2 separate regions of the Gossypium arboreum genome follow, and region 1 is linked to region 2. The links are chromatin contacts, called in public Hi-C maps. All regions are on one chromosome and are shown on one strand. Each heading gives the region's core, a stretch centred on a gene start, on an enhancer-like site or on the middle of the called end of the contact. The rest is flanking DNA. Distances are from core to core; before and after follow the strand shown.

What was found. A called contact is a pair of places that touch in the nucleus more often than the background predicts.
Region 1: a contact with region 2 is called in a Hi-C map of leaf, with 2.3 times the contacts expected there. The contact joins the promoter of LOC128290525 here to the promoter of LOC108476351 in region 2. A contact is called at or near these places in 2 of 5 Hi-C or Micro-C datasets (both in leaf).

The regions. Positions count from the first base shown.
Region 1 is chr3:21,143,719-21,146,768 of ASM2569848v2, forward strand. LOC128290525 reads left to right here and starts at 1,313. Exons shown (of 2, transcript XM_053026207.1): 1 at 1,313-1,747; 2 at 2,009-2,227. The coding sequence starts at 1,465. The coding sequence ends at 2,082.
Region 2 is chr3:20,976,089-20,979,351 of ASM2569848v2, forward strand. It overlaps LOC108476351, which reads right to left and starts at 1,643. Exons shown (of 11, transcript XM_017778546.2): 1 at 1,330-1,643; 2 at 1,000-1,082; 3 at 779-914; 4 at 123-616; 5 at 1-33. The coding sequence starts at 1,531.

The sequences.
Region 1 (3,050 bases), core at 63-2,562, 170 kb after region 2:
AGACTTGTGGTTGAACTTGAAACGTGCAGGAGCCAGGAGGGTTAGGTTAATCCTAAAGTGAGTCCAAGAAAATTACAATTCAATACATCACCCAGAATGATTAATACCCATCATGATCACTGGTTCCCTTGCTTATTTGACCCACAGCTTTAATTCTCAACAGCTTGCTACGGAGGATGAAAGTGAAACAGCCTGGATATGGTGGCATCCTATATCAACCTGAAATTTAGTGTCTCTTTTCGGATTATTATTCTTAACTTTAATCTATTTTCACATTAATTTAAAATTTGTAAATAGTTTTTTTATGTAAAAAAACTAAACGTTAAAAATCAGTAAAACTGAATGTTGCGAAAAAATGACGAAAAGAAAGATTCAAACTGACACTGAAAAATAAATACGATGAAAAGTGAGTTTTAGTAGTTGTTAGGATTGTTTTAGAGAAATTTACAAGAGAATTTAAAATAAGCTAAAAAGATTAAAAAGCTCCATTTATAAGCCTCAAAAGAGGTTATTAATGCACAATTATAGAAAGAAAAAAAGAGTGAACTTGCTACAAGTATTGGATAATGCAATTTAAACAAATTACAAATGCTAGAAATCTTACACGCATATGCGTGTACAACACTTTAAAAATAACATATAATAAATAATAAACGTATGATTTAATCATAATAACATATGAAATATGTATGATATTAAAAAAATTGAATTACAAATAAAACGAAATTTCAACACATAAATATATCATATTAATATGACGTCATTAAAATGAAGGTAATAAATTGCGCATATTAAAATAAAAACGTATGAAAACACTAAAATGAAACTTTGGTTGAGGGTCAATTTATAATTTTATTAATACAATTGGTGTGGGTTCAAATCCCACCATATTTTTATTAGTTTTTGTTTAAATAAAAAGACTAAAATACCCTCAAATAGTATAACCCATTTTAATTTCAAAAAGGCATTTCTATAATTTTTCTAACCGAGTTAGTAATTCAATTAAGGGTGGCACTAATTCAATAAAACACTTAATAAATAGTACGCATTACATGAAAGTTTCACTTAGATATTATTTCTAATAAACAAAGTGTTACTTGTATGTTTAAATATAAGAGTACCTTTTGTTTTACTAGGAGGAAAACACATATTTCATTGAAAGGTAAAGTTAAAAGTGCACATTTTAATAATATCTATATTCTAATTCTTCAAGTCATACTTTCTAAGACATTTCAATAATGGAGTAATTTAGGAATCTTGCCAACCTTTTAAAGTTTTTTTTTTTTTTTTTTATTTACGAAAAAAAGTTCACTTCATAACATAAACACAATCAAAATACAGTACAACAATGACATTCAGCCCAAGACAATGATTCCAAACATAAGCGGTCAACTCTTCTAAAAGCATAAATAGAGGAGGGATCATTACCATTCACATAGGTGTTAGCATTAATGTTTTCCACTAATGAAAAACATTAGTGCGTATGATCTTCATTACCGAATGGCTTCCATTTTTACTAGAAATCTTGCTTACAAGAATGGGAGAAAAACAATAAAGCACATTTTGAGAAAGAGCCAAGCATCAACAACCGCTAGTCGGGAGATGCCGGAGGAATCCGAAAATTCGAGCCACCCCAAACAGGTCAGCCACCAGCGCACCAAGCCCAAATCAGCAACCATACAACTACTACAGAAGACGGCGGAAATCTTGGAATATGACGGAACAAAACAAAAACAAACTTTTGAAGGTAGTTACACAACTTTTACATGGTTGCATGTATTTCCAACAACATTTTTAAGTAATTCAGAATTATGCACGCTATTGCATGTCAAGAGCATCCCATGTTATAGAGTGGTTCATCAAGAAGTGTTGAAACCAAGATAAAAAGTATAAAAGCATTAGTAATAAAAATAAATATTTACTTCCATCTAAAACGAATGTGTAACTTGTAACATTAAAAGAAAAAGAACTCCAATGAAAATATATACTACGTTTTTCTTTGGAACAGCCGAATATTTGAAAAAAAAAATGCTGGTGGATGATCCTCGTTTTGGGAAAGAGGCATTGGCATGGATACAATAAACAGGCAGTGAGAGTGCTTTTGGGGTCCCAATGCTTCCATGCGTCAGTAGAAAACAAAAATGTATGGTGGACCAAATTTAGCACTAACAAATCCTTGATTCTACCCTTTTCAGCATTCACTGACGGATCTATTTCCCACTCAATTATCTATTTCACTGAATTTCAAGTGCAGCATAGATATATATTGCATCATGGTGTGTATGTGTCCTTTCGTCACTGTTATATGGTGATGGGTTGGGTAGCAAAAGCCATAAATACCTTGTCCAGTAATTGGGTGGGGACAAATTTTTTTGAGACTTCTTCACTTGTTGCAATCAATCTTTGTTTCTAAAGAAACTTTTTAAAGTTATCATCATTACATAAAGACACCGGTTGAGCTATATTGTAGACCTGGGTAGGCATAGAAGACCTGCCTATATAGCAATGTAGTAGCCACGAACTACAAACAAAACCAAACTGGTCCAACTATACAAAGCGGAGAAAACTGTTGAAAATCTATGCCTCATACGAGACAGTCTCCAAAGACAAGTAAAACCTACCACTCTATTACAAAGAAAAGGATTTCCATTGCCTGAATCAGTCTTACCCGCCAATAACAACATTAACCCAACACTCTCAGCCGTAAGGAGGCAGACCCTTGATGTGAGTCTTTATACACATCCTTGCTGTCATGGAAGTGGAAATTTCTTTAACCTAAAACAACAAAAATTCAATGGAAACCCAACCAAAATCGAGTTCCCGTGAAATTTCAACAGAAAATGCCACTAAAAACTAGAAAAATCAAGTCACCACAAGACTAGAGCGTCATGACTATCATCACATGACATCAAAGCATGACTCAAGCCATGGGCCATAGAAAGATTATTATTCCATGACCTGTCCACTTCCTACCGAAATAAATGAACAAAATCTGCTTCAGGGAGACGACCGAGGGCAATGGGTGTATGATGATCATTTGTTCAACGGCC
Region 2 (3,263 bases), core at 393-2,892:
TTCCAGGTTCTGTTGAGGAGGATAGAACGGGATCTGCAAGATGATGATCAATAAAACATCTTCAGTATATAGTGCATTTTAAAGTAACAGAGATACTGAATATTTCCTAAATCCTCTAATACCTGTAATACAAATTCCCCTTGAGTAAGATCATGAGCAACAATAACCCCAATAACTTCGGTGTTGAAAATGAAGAATAGCATCCCAGGCCTCTCATTAAGTAGGTATCTTCCAAGGTCTTTGCTCCAGAAATGAACACTCACAAGCTTTTGCAAGTCTTTTTCGCCTTTCAAATCTATTCCAACGAGCTTCCGTACCATACTTCCAGCACCATCAGCGCCAATAAGAATTTTAGATTGAATTTTTCTCATCAACAACTTACCTTCCTTGGAAAAGGAAACAGTTGCAGTAACACATTCATCAGTTGTGTCAATGGAGACACACTCATACCCCATCAAGATTTCCCCTCCCCTGAGTGGCTCATGATCAAGGCTGTCAGGACCTTCTAACGTGTGAATACCGAAACCAAGATTCTCCAACAGTTTAACAAGTAACCTAGTTAACTTGTATTGCGAGAAGTGTGCAACAGAGACTGGACTAACAATTTTTTCAAAATCTGACAATGGATGCAGATAGTCTTTAGACAACTATTCCATTAAAATAGTAATAAAAAATGCATGAAATTTAAGAAAAAGTGTTAAAACTAATGGAGCTGAGCTGGAATCAGCAACTGGCAAGCCTACAATATATAAAAACCATAGAGACAATAGAATCGAACCTTGAGGATGCATATGGTCCACTGAACCTAGGATAGAGCCAGTTAGTGAAGTACAATATATGAATTTTCCCCATAAATCTACAGGTGGTTGTGACCTTTGAATCTCCTCTGCTAATCCATCCAATTTCCGAAACACCTAACAATGAACAGTTACTATTAAGCTCAATATACCTCCACTAAACATATTACACTCAAATCTTCCATAGAGAAATAAAACCAACCTCCATAGTTCGATTATTGATAAAATGAGCTTGGGGGTGCTTTGAAAACCCCTTGTTTTTCTCCAAAACCGTGCATTTTATCCCTACAAGGCATCACTAGTCACAAGCTACATACTTTAAACATATTAAAAGGAAAAAAAAAATCATAATGAGTTGCATTGATCGACCTAAAATTCGATTAACAAATGGAAAAGGTGAATTAACGTATAAAAGCGCTATAACCAATTAGACAAATTCCATGTAAATGAACCTCATAAAAGTTGAAAATGTGCTCTATTTACTTTGGTTTATAATGAAAAAAGAAAGAAACTTTTAGGTTAAAGACGATACCAAATTTGGTGAGAAGAACAGAGAGAACGAGGCCAACAGGCCCTGCACCAACGATCAGAACAGGAAGAAGAGAGTCACTGCTGTTGAGAATTTTGGTGTCTAAGAAATCTCTCCTTTGAATATAACCATAAGGGTGTAATCTGATTCTGGGTTTGGTTCTATGGAGGAGTTTAAAGCCCTTGATAAACCCTGAAACCCCCATGAACAAGAAGCAGCTGAACCTGAAGCAAAGTGGGAAAAACACGAGGACTCTCGTTCTTTAATGACTGTTGGTTTGGTTTGCAAAATGCTGGGTTTTTCAATAGTGTTTTTTGAGCAGGTTTTTTTGGGTTAGCCCAAATCAATCTTTTGGTGTTTAGGAGTTTAGATTACGAACCCAATGCATTTGCACCCAACCCAGAGTAGTTATAATTTTCTTTTAGGGTAAATATACATTTTGGTATCTTAACCTTCAAGGTTCAATTTGATACTTAAAAGTTTTTTTTTGTCTAATTTGATATTTAAACTTGACTTTTTTGTTCAAATTAGCTTCGTAGTTCAAATTGTTTCAAATAAGTCATTTACCATAAGTACCAATTTGGACCAAAAAGTCAAGTTCAAGTACCAATTTAAACCAACAAGCTAAGTTCAATCACCTAATTAGACCAAATTAAACTTTAGGTATCAATTTGAATTTTAAAGCCAAGTTCAAGTACCTAATTGGACCCAGAAACCTTAGGTGCTAATTTAAACCTTGAAACCAAGTTCAATTACCAAAATGTATATTTGACCTTTCCTTTATACTTTAATGTTTTGGACAACAATGCTTTTAATTGAGACCACTAAATATTAGGTGCAATGCAAAGGGTCATTGCACTTCCGATAGAAGAATGAGATTCAAACTTTAAAAACGATATTATTGAGAGGGACAACAACAAACCCCAAACATAAACAATATAAATTGACATGAAAAATCCAAAAAAAAATGTTTTTAATTGAAGGGTAAACTATCAACATAGTCACTTTTGTTTACCTCAAGTTATATTTTAGTCACTTATGTTTGAAATGTTACATTTTAGTCACTTATGTTATCATTTGTTATGAAATTGTCACTTTACTGTTAAGATATGTTACCTTGCAAATGACAATTCGGCATGACATTTAAAATGGGTTTAAAATGTCAACATGGATGTCCAACCAAGTAAGTTAATTGATTTTTAATTAAATAAACTTAATTAATTGAATTTTCTAAATTAATTAAAGGAAAATGTTAATTTGGCTTCCCGAAATAATAAAAAAATGCATCAAATTAATCCTTGAACTAGAAAAAAAAGAACCCTTGGTCTCCTTTTTCTTTTAGATTTAGTTTCTATTTTGACTAAAAAAACCATAAATTTGGACGAGGTGTCATAGGTGGATCAAACCAATAGAAAAAAAAAAACGGCAACAATGCGTTCTCCCATTCCCATAATTTGGATACCCGAAAAATCTCCTACTTTGAATTTTCATTAACCACGAAGTTCTCAACATAGCCGGGAAACCACAATAGCAAACAAGTATAGAAGTTGGTGCGTTCATTTCTTCTTCTTCTTCTTCTTTTGTTGTTTCGCTCTTCTGTTCTTTTCTCTGATGGTAACAAAAAAAATTAATTGTTGCATTTTTAAAAAAAATTTGAAGGAAATTGGGTTTTAAGGTAAAATTTTGTATCCTATTTTCATAAAAAGAACTTTTAACTTTTCTCATCTCAGTTGAGTATCCACGTTGACATTTAAAACTCATTTTAACTGTCACGTTAGACTACCGTTTGGGAGATAACATATTTTAACAGTTGAGTGACCATTTTGTAACAAATCGATAGCGTAAGTGACTAAAACGTAGCATTTCAAACATAAGAAATTAAATTGTAACCTTAGACAAAAAAAAGTGACTACTTTGATGGTTTACCTTAATAAACC